Regions from separate parts of the Canis lupus genome. Here region 2 is linked to region 1. Evidence: chromatin contacts called from public Hi-C data. All regions are on one chromosome and are shown on one strand. Each heading gives the region's core, a stretch centred on a gene start, on an enhancer-like site or on the middle of the called end of the contact. The rest is flanking DNA. Distances are from core to core; before and after follow the strand shown. Region 1 overlaps FRMD4B (FERM domain-containing protein 4B). Region 2 holds the start of LMOD3 (leiomodin-3).

Region 1 (5,749 bases), core at 1,577-4,076:
GCAGTTATAAGATGAGGCTTCCAATACCTGTCCCTAGCTTTCCTAGGAGGAATATTATAAAGATACATAAACTGATACAAATGATCTAAGGGGGAAGTTCTTAGAAATACTGTTTGTTTAAAATATATGTATTATATTACAGTATTAGAAATACTGTGATACTGTAAATACTGTATTATACACAGTATTAGAAATACTGTTTGTTTAAAAAATATATATTAAATAATATAAATAAATATATATATTATATATATTTTAAACAAACAGTATTGGGGGCTAGAAGGTAAGAGATTCTCCAGCCGTATTTCATCCAGTTTAGAATTGCTGATTAAAAGACATATGCCAATTTCAGACATGTTCAAATATGTGTCTTAAAGTCCATAAAATAGTACAAAGAAAGTTTTCTTAGGGAATATGAGACTGATTTGGAATCACTCTTCTCGCTTTTATATAAGAAAGATATGGCATTATAAGAGCACAATGTATATTTACATGAACTTGCATGAATAATGTCCAAGAATGAACAAAACAAGTACTATAATAACAGATATGGCATCAATCAATTATATTAGCCAAAGAAGCACACTAAAACACTATTATACATGGATGAAATTCTTATCGTTCTGGAGGGGTACAGAGCTAATTGCAACATTTGGAGTAGGAAGGTAATCAAAAGGGATTGGCTTACATTATAATACTAATTTTTTTTTTGTAAAAAGACATTCATGTATTTGTACCATAAAATTAATTTTTAAAAGGATAAATTAGAAATTAGATTTAAAAAATCCATCCAGAGCGACACCTGGATGGCTCAGCGGTTGAGCATCTGCCTTTGGCTCAGGTCATGATCCCAGGTCTGGGGATGGAGTCCCGCATGGGGCTCCCTGCAAGGAGCCTGCTTCTCCCTCTGCCTATGTCTCTGCCTCTCTCTCTCTGTCTCTCATGAATAAATAAATAAATTCTTAAAAAAAAAAAAAAGCTAAAAATCCATCCAGAGGTGCCTAGCTGGCTCAGTTGGAAGAGCACCAGTCCTTGATCTTGCAGTCATGAGTTCGAGCCCCACATTGGGTGCAGAGATTATTAAAATAATAATAATAATAATAATAATAATAATAATAATAATAAACCTTAAAATAAAACAAAAAACTCATCCATAATCTCACCAAGACAAAATTAGAAGAACGAAAAATTGAAAATTACCCATAACTCTATCACTGAGATATAAAGTTAACGTGTTCTTTTATATAGTCTTTGAGACAGATAAAAAAAAAAAAAAACAAACTTAATGCTTATAACCTGCTTTTCTCAAGTTTTTCCATCAGCAAATATAGTAGATCTAATCAATATCTCAAAAAGACAGTTGATTCTCCACATTCACTTCTATCAAGCTGTGTGGGTCAACCCTAAAGCACGCTTTTTTTTTTTTTTTGGACTAGGATGTATCAGTCAAGAAGCCCATCATCTTACACCCATCAAATGGGATAAGGATCAAAAGTCACAATTGTATTGTGAAATCTATTTTTTTTTTGTAAACAAAGCTTATTCAGCAAAGCCTTTCAAAACAAGGAAATTTTTTAAAAATGAAGTGGATTGTAGGGGATGGAAATCATTTTGGTGAACTTCAGGGCTGCTGCCTCAGGAGGGCGAGACTGCCCTCTAGAGGTGAAATACTGCCTCTGCACGCAGACCACCAGGAGGTACTTCCAAGTGTAATCTCAAGGAACTCTACCCTTCCATCCAATAGGACCGTGGATTTATTTTTGTTGGTCACCACCACTACTTTTCTTATGTAACTGCACAATTCTATTTTTCCATTTCTCTTCTTGGCCTGTGGCATGGGGCATAGACAGTAGCTGGCCAGTTTCATTGACAAAATGCCCCCTTCAGCTTTGCTTTACTCTGTTGGGAGAAGTTCACCAAAGGCAGACGGCTGATGTGGCATCTAAGTTGGAAATTCAATTCAGACAGCATCCTGGGAGGGATCTGACTCAGTGGTTTTACTGGGGGCGGGGGAAAGGGAGTGCTGAAAGAAAATACTTTCCAAAAATATTTACCAGACAAAGAAAAAAGAGCTAGGCTTGTGACCAAGACATTCCAAGGAGACACCCTTAGACAGAAGCAATTTTCCAGACCTGTTCCCCAGAAAGGTGGAAATGGCCAAGTCTTCCCTCCCCCCTCCCAAAGCCCAGCTCCTACTTCTTCTGAAAATAAACACAGCTACAGCCAGAAGACACCTTCCAAACTGGTCATAATTCAAAAATAGACTCTGCTGTCACTTTGCAGGGGAGTACACCAAAGACAGTTTGGAGTCAGGCTTCTTGGAAAGACTATAACCATCAGCCACTGTCGCCAAAAGAGAGAGCCGGAGGAGATGTTTGACTGAGATATTCTTTTCCCAGTAGGGGATTTAGAAAGAAATCCCAGAGCAAAGGAGGGGGAGGTGGCCCAAGGCATTAAAGGAAGTCATTCATATTATTCCTTTTCTATCTGAAGAGAAGGTCTTACAGCTAAAGGACTGATTTATGCACTGTTTGGTTATGCTCACCTGATCCGAGAGTTTTCCCAGAAGCCATCCACGTGGCCAGGACCCCCCTTTCCAGCCCATCACGAACCTTGTAGCCTGGGGAACTTACAACACCAGCCATAAATCATGTAATTCCTGTGCATAACATCCTACTGTGGCCTGGGTGCTCCCCCATCTACATGACACACAGGGCTCACCTATGATCTTGTCCCTCTCATATCTTGCCTCACCATCAGGCCGGGCTCCTCACCACTGGACACATGCACCATATTCATCTCCATGCTTCATGCACTGGGCCACAATATGAGTCTTCCCTGGAATGTCATCTCCCATTCCTCTCCCCTCCACCTCAAGTCTACCTGCCCTTCTCTGTCCATCTGTAGTTACCGGCTTGTGCAAATTCCACTCTAGCCTTCTGTTAGCCCCCCTTCTGGACACTGGACTCACTGCTGGTGTCTAGCTTCCTTTTAGCCTGTCTAAAAGGTGTAGCTTCCTTTTAGCATGTACCTGTGCTATACCCACCCTAACTTAACAGTAAATACTACTGGCACCCTACTACGTGTGTCTTACGTAGTCCTCATTGTACAGAGGTACAATTATTATGCACAATGTACCGATGAGAACACTGGTGTATCAGAGACACTCCACAATCCTATAATAGCCACTCTCTGCCTCCCTCTCAACCCTTAACATGTACCACTTTCCTTCTTACTCTCTATATTCTAGTCATATCGGATTTTTACTCAAAGACACAAAATAAAAAAAACCCCAAAGCCAAGCTCAGTCTCACTTCAAGGCTTTTGCACTGGCTTTTGCCTGGAAAGCCTCCCTATACTTTTGCCGAACTGGTTGTTCCCTTTTATTACACATCACCTTCTAGAAGCCTTCCTGGTCCATCCTATCTAAAACTGCCCCTCCCCCCCCGCTTTTCTTCATCATGTTCTTTTTTTTTTTTAAATATTTATTTATTTATTCATGAGAGACACAGACTGAGAGGGAGAGAGACAGAGACACAGGCAGAGGGAGAAGCAGGCTCCCTGCAGGGAGCCCGATGTGGGACTCAATCCCGGATCCTGGGATCACAACCTGAGCCGAAGGCAGATGCTCAACCGCTGAGCCACCCAGGTGTTCCTCATCATGTTCTTCTAAGTGCTTATCATTTCAAATAATTTCTTGTTTATCTATTTGCTTGTTCTGCTACACCATACCACTGCAACATAAGCTCCATGAGAACAAGAGCCTTGTCTCTGTTCTGCACAGCTAAATCTCTAGGACCTAGAACAATACCTGGCATTTGGGGAGCACTCAAGAAATATTTTTTTAGTGAATAAATAACTCTGATATTCATGTTTTTAGCCTCTATCCTATGTGATCTCTCTAAATTACAGTGTTTATAGCACTTAGAGTTCAACCATATAGCTTAGCCATTATGTATTTTAGGTTTTATGTTTGCATAAAACTTATACTGTTTGCAACTGTTGCGTTCACAGTTACTTTCAACCCTGTGTGTGTGTGTGTGTGTGTGTGTGTTTCATCACTGATTTACTTGAAATAGCCTTGTCTTTCCAGCTAAGAGCACGTGGGCAATGGATGCCTGCGTTTCCTATTTCATCCAGCAGAGGACTGATCAGACAGGGTCTCAAATAGTTGTTGGGTGAACTGATAACTTTGTGATTCAGAGTGAAGTGGGTGATGTCTGGTGTACTTTTTTTTTTTTTTTCCTGGTTTGTCACATCCTATTCAAGAAGCATCCTGGGTCTGGGATCAAAATTTTCAGGTTTTTCTGTCTCCTGACAAGTGACTGCCTCCTTTTGCCCAGCCCTTATCCCAGCCCATGGACATTTCCCCTGGGGAATCCTATGCTTGTGGCTCACTCAAGCTAGAAATAATCAGAAGTAAGGTGTTAAAAAAAAAAAAATTAACCCTTTGTTGAGATTGTTTCCTGTGGGGTTAAACTAAAGAACTGAAAAAACATTTACACTGGGAGAGTTACAGAAAGAATGCTGGGTAATAAGCCAATGTATTTTGTGTCTGGAATGCATTTTCTTGAATTTAAATATTGGAAGAACTCTTTGGATATTATCCCCACAAAGAGGAAAAATTCCTCTGATAATCTATCAAGCTGCAAATAATGTAGACAAATTGGACTATCATAACACACACACACACACACACACACACACACACACACACAGGAAAGAACTGGTAAGACCAAACACATTTTTTTCACATGGAGTTTTAAATTCTTATGATTTTATTGTTATATACATGTCTCATTTCACTAAGCATTTAAATCCCTGATAAACTCATATAATGTCCAAGCTGGCATAAAAAATGTAAGCAGAAGAAAAAAAAAGATGTAAAGAGGTAACACAAAATGGGCCTAGGTGGAAGTGGAAAAGTTCTTTCTGGATTAAAACTATAAATATATTTTTCAAGTGGGCCACAGATTTGCCTTTATTTTTTTTTTTAATTTTTTTTTTTTTATTTATTTATGATAGTCACAGAGAGAGAGAGAGAGAGGCAGAGACACAGGCAGAGGGAGAAGCAGGCTCCATGCACCGGGAGCCTGATGTGGGATTCGATCCTGGGTCTCCAGGATTGCGCCCTGGGCCAAAGGCAGGCGCCAAACCGCTGCGCCACCCAGGGATCCCTGCCTTTATTTTTTAATATATTTTTTATTTTTAAAGATTTAATTTATTTATTCATGAGAGACACAGAGAGAGGCAGAGACACAGGCAGAGGGAGAGGCAGGCTCCCTGCAGGGAGTCCGGTGGGGGGCTTGATCCTAGCACCCCAGGATCACGCCCTGAGCCAAAGGCAGACGCTCACCCACTGAGCCACCCAGGTGCCCCTATTTTTTTTAAAGAATACATTTGCCTCTAAACTTTTTGCTACTAATACCTAAAATATGAATTTTCTTTTCAAAACACAAGTGGATGACAATCTAGTATTTCTATCACTGATACATAACTATGGTACAAAAAATGTGCAGATAGGCTACTAAGACTGATGACCTCATTACAATAGATTTCTAAAACATTAAGACAATATTTATGTTTAAAGAGATCAGTGGGGGATCCCTGGGTGGTTCAGCGGTTTAGCGCCTGCCTTTTGCCCAGGGCGTGATCCTGGAGTCCCGGGATCGAGTCCCGCGTCCGGCTCCGGCATGGAGCCTGTTTCTCCCTCCTCCTGTGTCTCTGCTTCTCTCTCTCTCTCTGTCTA
Region 2 (5,749 bases), core at 919-3,418, 150 kb before region 1:
ATCAGTCTGACGGATTCACATTCCAGCTGAATTTTTTTGGTGGCTATGGGCTACGGGAATTACCTTTTATATGATATATAAAAGGGATCTGAGAGGGCACCTAGATGGCTCAGTGGTTGAGCGTCTGCCTTTGACTCAGGCCATGATCCCGGGGTCCTGGGATCGAGTCCCACATCAGGCTCCCTACAGAGAACCTGCTTCTCCTTCTGCCTGTGTCTCTGCTTCTCTCTGTGTCTCTCATGTATGGATATATAAAATCTTTTTTTAAGGGATCTGAGAATAATAGTTACCATATGCAATTATTGAGAACTACATGAGGTGGTATATGGATATACAAATTAAGCAGGACCATGCATGGTAAAGAGCAAGCCCTCAATAAGTGTTAAATATTACTAGTCTCATCTTTCGTGGACAACCAAAGAAACATTTCAAGAAAAACAAAGGCAAGTAATACATTTTATAAACCACTTCCGCGAGAGAAACTATTATATTAATGTCAATAAACAAAAGAGCTTGAAAAAATCTCATTGCTTTTACAGAAAGCAAGAGGCTATTAGATGGGATTGTGAGTAAGGAAAATAGAAAACCACCATTTGCATATTATTATACAGCTCTCCCAAGAAAACGATCTGAATTGTGGCTGGTAAGCTTTCAGATTGAAATTCTCTTCTGGTGACCAAACGTTTTTGATGATCAAAAGCAGATTTAGGAACTGTTTGTAAGGGGTGCTCTTTCAGCTAACTTCCATCTTGCTGAATGAGTCCAGGAAGTGAGTACATCTCTCCCAGCTGCTTCCACTGTGCATTTTACTCATACGCTGACAGAGAGGGTTTTGCTGGTGTAATTAGCCTCGTTTGACACACAGATGATTTAGCTGCGCTTTCTGTTAATGATGCTGTGCAGCTGCCACCTCAGCAGCTTCTTGCATCAGAATCCAACCACCCTACCGAAAGGAAGCAGCTAGCTGTAGGACAGCTGGGCTCTATAGCCCCATGGGGCACCACGGGTCAGATCCTCTGGCAGAGGTGACCGAGGGCATTGATGATGCCCCAGAGCCCACCCAGGAGCTACTGAGTCAGACATCTCGGGTTTGGGTTCAGGAATCCATAACTTTTGAAAACTCTCCAGGTGGTTCTGGTATGTAAATAAGCATGGGGCTCACAGAACTATGGCAAGACACCCATTTTACAGATCAGGGTCAGATAGCTTAAGGAACTGCATTTGATGAAGGTTACAACATTCTACCCCCAAATTCAGCACCTTGGGATATGGACTATTTTAAGCTGAAGGTGTTTCAGAAAAGGCAGGTGCAGGAAGGACTCTCCAACCTCCCCCTCCCTGGGCTCAAGCAGCTCCCAAGTCCCTTACTGGAGAGGTGCCCTCCCCTTTAGGCAGAGCAAAGGAGAACCCTTAACTCAGAAGACAGGACTCCAAGAGGAATCCAAATTGACAAGCCTTGCTACATTTCCCCCACTTTACTACCTTTAGCTCATTGCCTTTTGTCCTGTCACATGTTTTTCCATGATTTTCTACTCTTTGTTAAAACTTAGCATAAAATCACTTAGGTTTAACGTTTCTTGGGGTATTCATTTCCATATGAAGCCTCCTGTGTCCGGTAAAACTTCTATTTAGTACATTTGTATGCTTTTCTTTTGTTAATCTGTCTTCCATCAATTCAATCTACAGGGTCTTAGCTGGAGAACCCAGAAGGTAGTAAGAAAATACTTTTTTCCTCACCTACACTAGGCACGTCAGCTCTGCACTTGAGCACTTGAACTACTTCATCTGCGAAAGTGGGATGGTAATTATGCCTACTTAAGGATTTTCCAAAAACCTAAAGGACACACTCCATGATAAACATTTAACATCAGTTATCATATTTTCACAAATAAATTATATCAATTTTTTTCTGCCTAGAAAATGCCTGATCCCTAACAAATATTATTCAAGACAGAAATAAATGGCTGTTCCGTTTTATTCTTTGCAAACAGCACACAGAATACATGTAAAAGAAATACGGAAATCTTAATACCTTTATGAAAAGTCCTGATGCTAAAAGAAAGCACTTCTTCCTTTGATCCACTTATTTTTTCACCCCATTTTCTCTCAGGATGGGGAAAACTATGGATAAGCCACATCCTCCTTCAGCCCCAAGCACTGGCTGTAAATGAACACGACTTCTATAAATGGTTTCCAAATGTTACTAAATAAATCAGTTCTGTCTTGTTTGTGGCACCCTATTCTCTTATGCAATTTCATCTGGATCACCAACATTGTGCTCACTGGCTGCAAATTGCCGGAAGATTCTGTGTGTGCAAAATAAATGCCTGTCTGTCTCCTCAAATTTCCCTGACCCATGGTTGCATTGCCTCAGGATGGACTCTTAAATTCAGGAGGCAAGTGCTTCTCTACAGCCAAAATACCCAGCCTCTCTTGCTTTTACCAGACCTCAGTGGCTTGAATTATGAGGGTATTTACTATTGTATCTTAATTGTTTTATAAGCCAACTCAACATTGTGAAATTAAATTCATTTGATCTTGGTTTAATTTCAAGGATGAATTCATTCTCTGTACTTCTGAAGGGCATGAGGATGTTACTGTCCTACTACTAATACTGCTACTACACTGAGTATCACCTTTACTGCTATGACCACCAGCACTGCTACTTACTACTGCTACTACTAGTGTTGCTACAATGTTTATTACTGTTGCTACTACTATTGCTATTAATATGACAGCTGGCAGTTACTACTACTGCTATTAACTCTATAGCCACTTGGGGCACGACTGGATTTCAACTCAGGTCATGATCTCAGGGTCATTAGACTGAGCCCCAAATTGAGCCAGTGTTGGGCAGTCTGCTTGAGATCCTCTCTCTCTGCCCCTCCCCTTGCTCTCTCTCTTTCTCAAATAAATAAATAAAATCTTTTAAAAAATTGTAGAGTCACACCACTAATATTTTTTGAGCCCTTAACATCACTAAGTCTGGGAGAAGTGCTTTATAGCTGATATGCCAATCTCTATACACAATGCTCTTAGAAGACGGATACTTTTATAAACTCATTTTACAAATAGGCATAGGCATTTGAGCTAAGGACTAATTGCCTCTAAAGTCAGGGCTCTCAAATGGTGTCCTGTTACTTCCTTCCAGTCCAGCAGGAAGGGCATCTCAAGTCCTTAGCGGACTTCAATTAGCACAGAAAGCAATTGCTCTGCTTGTTGGTACAAATAAAAAAATGGTGAACACCGGTAGACCATAACTCATATAATTGTCCATAGCAGTAGTATCATCATCAAACGTGTATTCAGAATGTTGACTTTGTGAGGATTCCTGGATCAAATTGGTCTGGAGATGGCTGGAGAGCTAGAGAGATTTCTTTGTGCCAAAGTTGAGAACATCCCAATGGGAACGGTGAATTTCTTTTTTCTTAGTTAGTATACTAGCATTTTAGTGAAAAGGAAAGCACCCAAGTGATTTGAGGAAACACAAGAATAATCCAATCTTAAATCACAGATCAGTGAGGTTGAGCCTCCTAGATTTTTGGTAAACGTTAAGGATAATTGTGAACATCTAAATTGAGAAAATAGTCCTTTTTTAAACTGAAGACCACAAAAACCTTTTGTTTTTGTAATGTTCCTGGGGCACCCGAGTGGCTCAGTCTGTTAAGCGACCAACTCTTGGTTTCAGCTCAGGTCATGATCTCAGGATCGTGAGATCGAGCCCCATGGTGGGCCCCATGCTCAGTACAGAGTTGGCTTGAGATCCTTCCTCTTCCTCTGCCCCTCCCCACATTCCCACATAAGCTAAGTAAATAAATAAAATCTTAAAAAAAAAAAAAAGCTGGAAAGAAATACACTAAAATGTTACAAGTTCAAGTGGAGGCCTTACTGATGCTTTTATTTTGTTTCATTTTTTGGGTCCAGCCTTCTCTACATTTCCAGAATAACAAAGACATGCTGCTTTTACATTTTAAAACACAGAAAATAACTGCAGATAATCTTTAAGTTAATTTCAGAATAATTGCCTTAATCTTCTACTTTGGGCTATGAATATTCTGCTAAAACAGGTAGAAAATGAACGCAGGTCTGATCAGACACGCAGAACAAAATACTTTAACCCTTAAATCATCAGCATCTTTTAAAACAACCCATCCATATTTTTCTCTGGCATTTGTAAATGCAGCAGGCAACGTCAGGATTTTCTTTTTGGATACCTCATTACTCTGATGTTCCCCAATTACTTTGATACAAATTCACATTCTCGAAGGCAGAGATATTTTAAAGACTTAAAAACTGAGAGCAAGCCTAAGATTTCCTGATGACTGTCTACAACACACTTTGCCATAAGGAGATTTTCTTCAATCAAGCTGAGATTTGCACTCTTTCAAAACAAAGGGTGATCATACAACATTGTGACTATACTTAATGCCACTGAACTGTATACTTAAAATTGGCTAATCTGGTAAATTTTATGTTATGTACAATTTACCACAATAACAAAACAAAGGGTAGTGAAATTCAGAAAAACATAGTGATATAGGAAACATATTTTATTTTGAAAGATCCTTACAACTTTCAATACCTAAAGGTGTGTTCACAGAAGTGCCCGGGTGGCTCAGTTGGTTGAGCCTCTGCCTTCAGCTCAGGTTATGATTTAGGTGTCCTGGGATTGAGTCCCATAGCAAGCTCCCTGCTCAGCGGAGAGTCTGCTTCTCCCTCTCTCCCTTCCTTCCACCCATGCTATCTCTCTCAAATAAAATCTTAAAAAAAAAATAAATAAATCTTTAAAAAAATAAGTGTGTTTACTGTGACCTGTAAACAACCTAAATACCCAACAGTGAGGGACTAATCAAATTATATCCTATTCCTACAATCTAATACCACAAAACTAGTCTAAAACTAGTATGCTAATTAAGAAAGGGGTGCCTGGGTGGTTCAGTCGGTTAAGCATCTGCCGTTGGCTCAGGTCATGATCTTGTCCTGGGATTGAGCTTCCCTTCTGCCCCTTCACCCTGCTTGAGCTCTCTCTCAATCTCTCTCTATATGTATCAAATAAATAAATAAAATCTTTAAAAAAGTTAAAAATTAAAAAAATTGACAGTTGTTTTATGATGGAATCTTATCTATATGGAGTGAAAAATGCCTATTATTTGATGGCATAATTTGTTAAATTAAAAAACTTATAAATGTAATCCACCTATATTTATTTTATATATAAACGGAAAAAGTCTAGTAGGATCTATATCAAATGAAACAGGGACCCTTGTTTTCTTCTTTAAACATTTCCAAATTATTTGAATGTTTTGCAAGTGTATATGCACTTTTATGATTAGAAAAAACACTAAACCATATTTCATTTTATTTATTTATTTTTAATGTTTAAAAAATATTTTATTTATTCATGGGAGACACAGAGAGAGAGAGGCAGAGACACAGGCAGAGGGAGAAACAGGCTCCATGCAGGGAGCCCGATGCAGGACTTGATCCCAGGTTTCAGGATCACATCCTGGGCTGAAGGCAGCACTAAACCGCTGAGCCACCGGGCTGCCCTAAACCATATTTTAAGTGTGTATAGGTAATCTCCTTATTGGGGTCATTTTTTATCATTAAAATGTAGGCCATTCTGTATTGACATTATAAGGAGGGGTTAGCATCTCCCCTGTTTTACTATGTTTAAGTGAAAATTTAAGAATGGGTTATACCTGAAACTAAAATAATATTGTAGATTAATTATACTTAAATAAAAAAT

What was found. A called contact is a pair of places that touch in the nucleus more often than the background predicts.
Region 2: a Hi-C map of skin fibroblasts shows a contact between it and region 1, with 3 times the contacts expected there. The contact joins the promoter of LMOD3 here to the enhancer-like site in region 1. A contact is called at or near these places in 2 of 9 Hi-C or Micro-C datasets (blood and skin fibroblasts).

Annotation. Positions count from the first base shown.
Region 1 is chr20:22,591,493-22,597,241 of UU_Cfam_GSD_1.0, reverse strand. The region is part of intron 4 of FRMD4B (FERM domain-containing protein 4B); the gene reads right to left. Among named protein-coding and RNA genes, the nearest start is that of LMOD3, 150 kb to the left of the region's middle. Within about 2 kb of position 2,826, at least 4 of the 20 cell types and tissues checked have an H3K27ac peak or open chromatin away from gene starts, as enhancers often do.
Region 2 is chr20:22,743,087-22,748,835 of UU_Cfam_GSD_1.0, reverse strand. LMOD3 (leiomodin-3) reads right to left here and starts at 2,168. Exons shown (of 4, transcript XM_038565876.1): 1 at 2,033-2,168. The coding sequence starts at 2,138.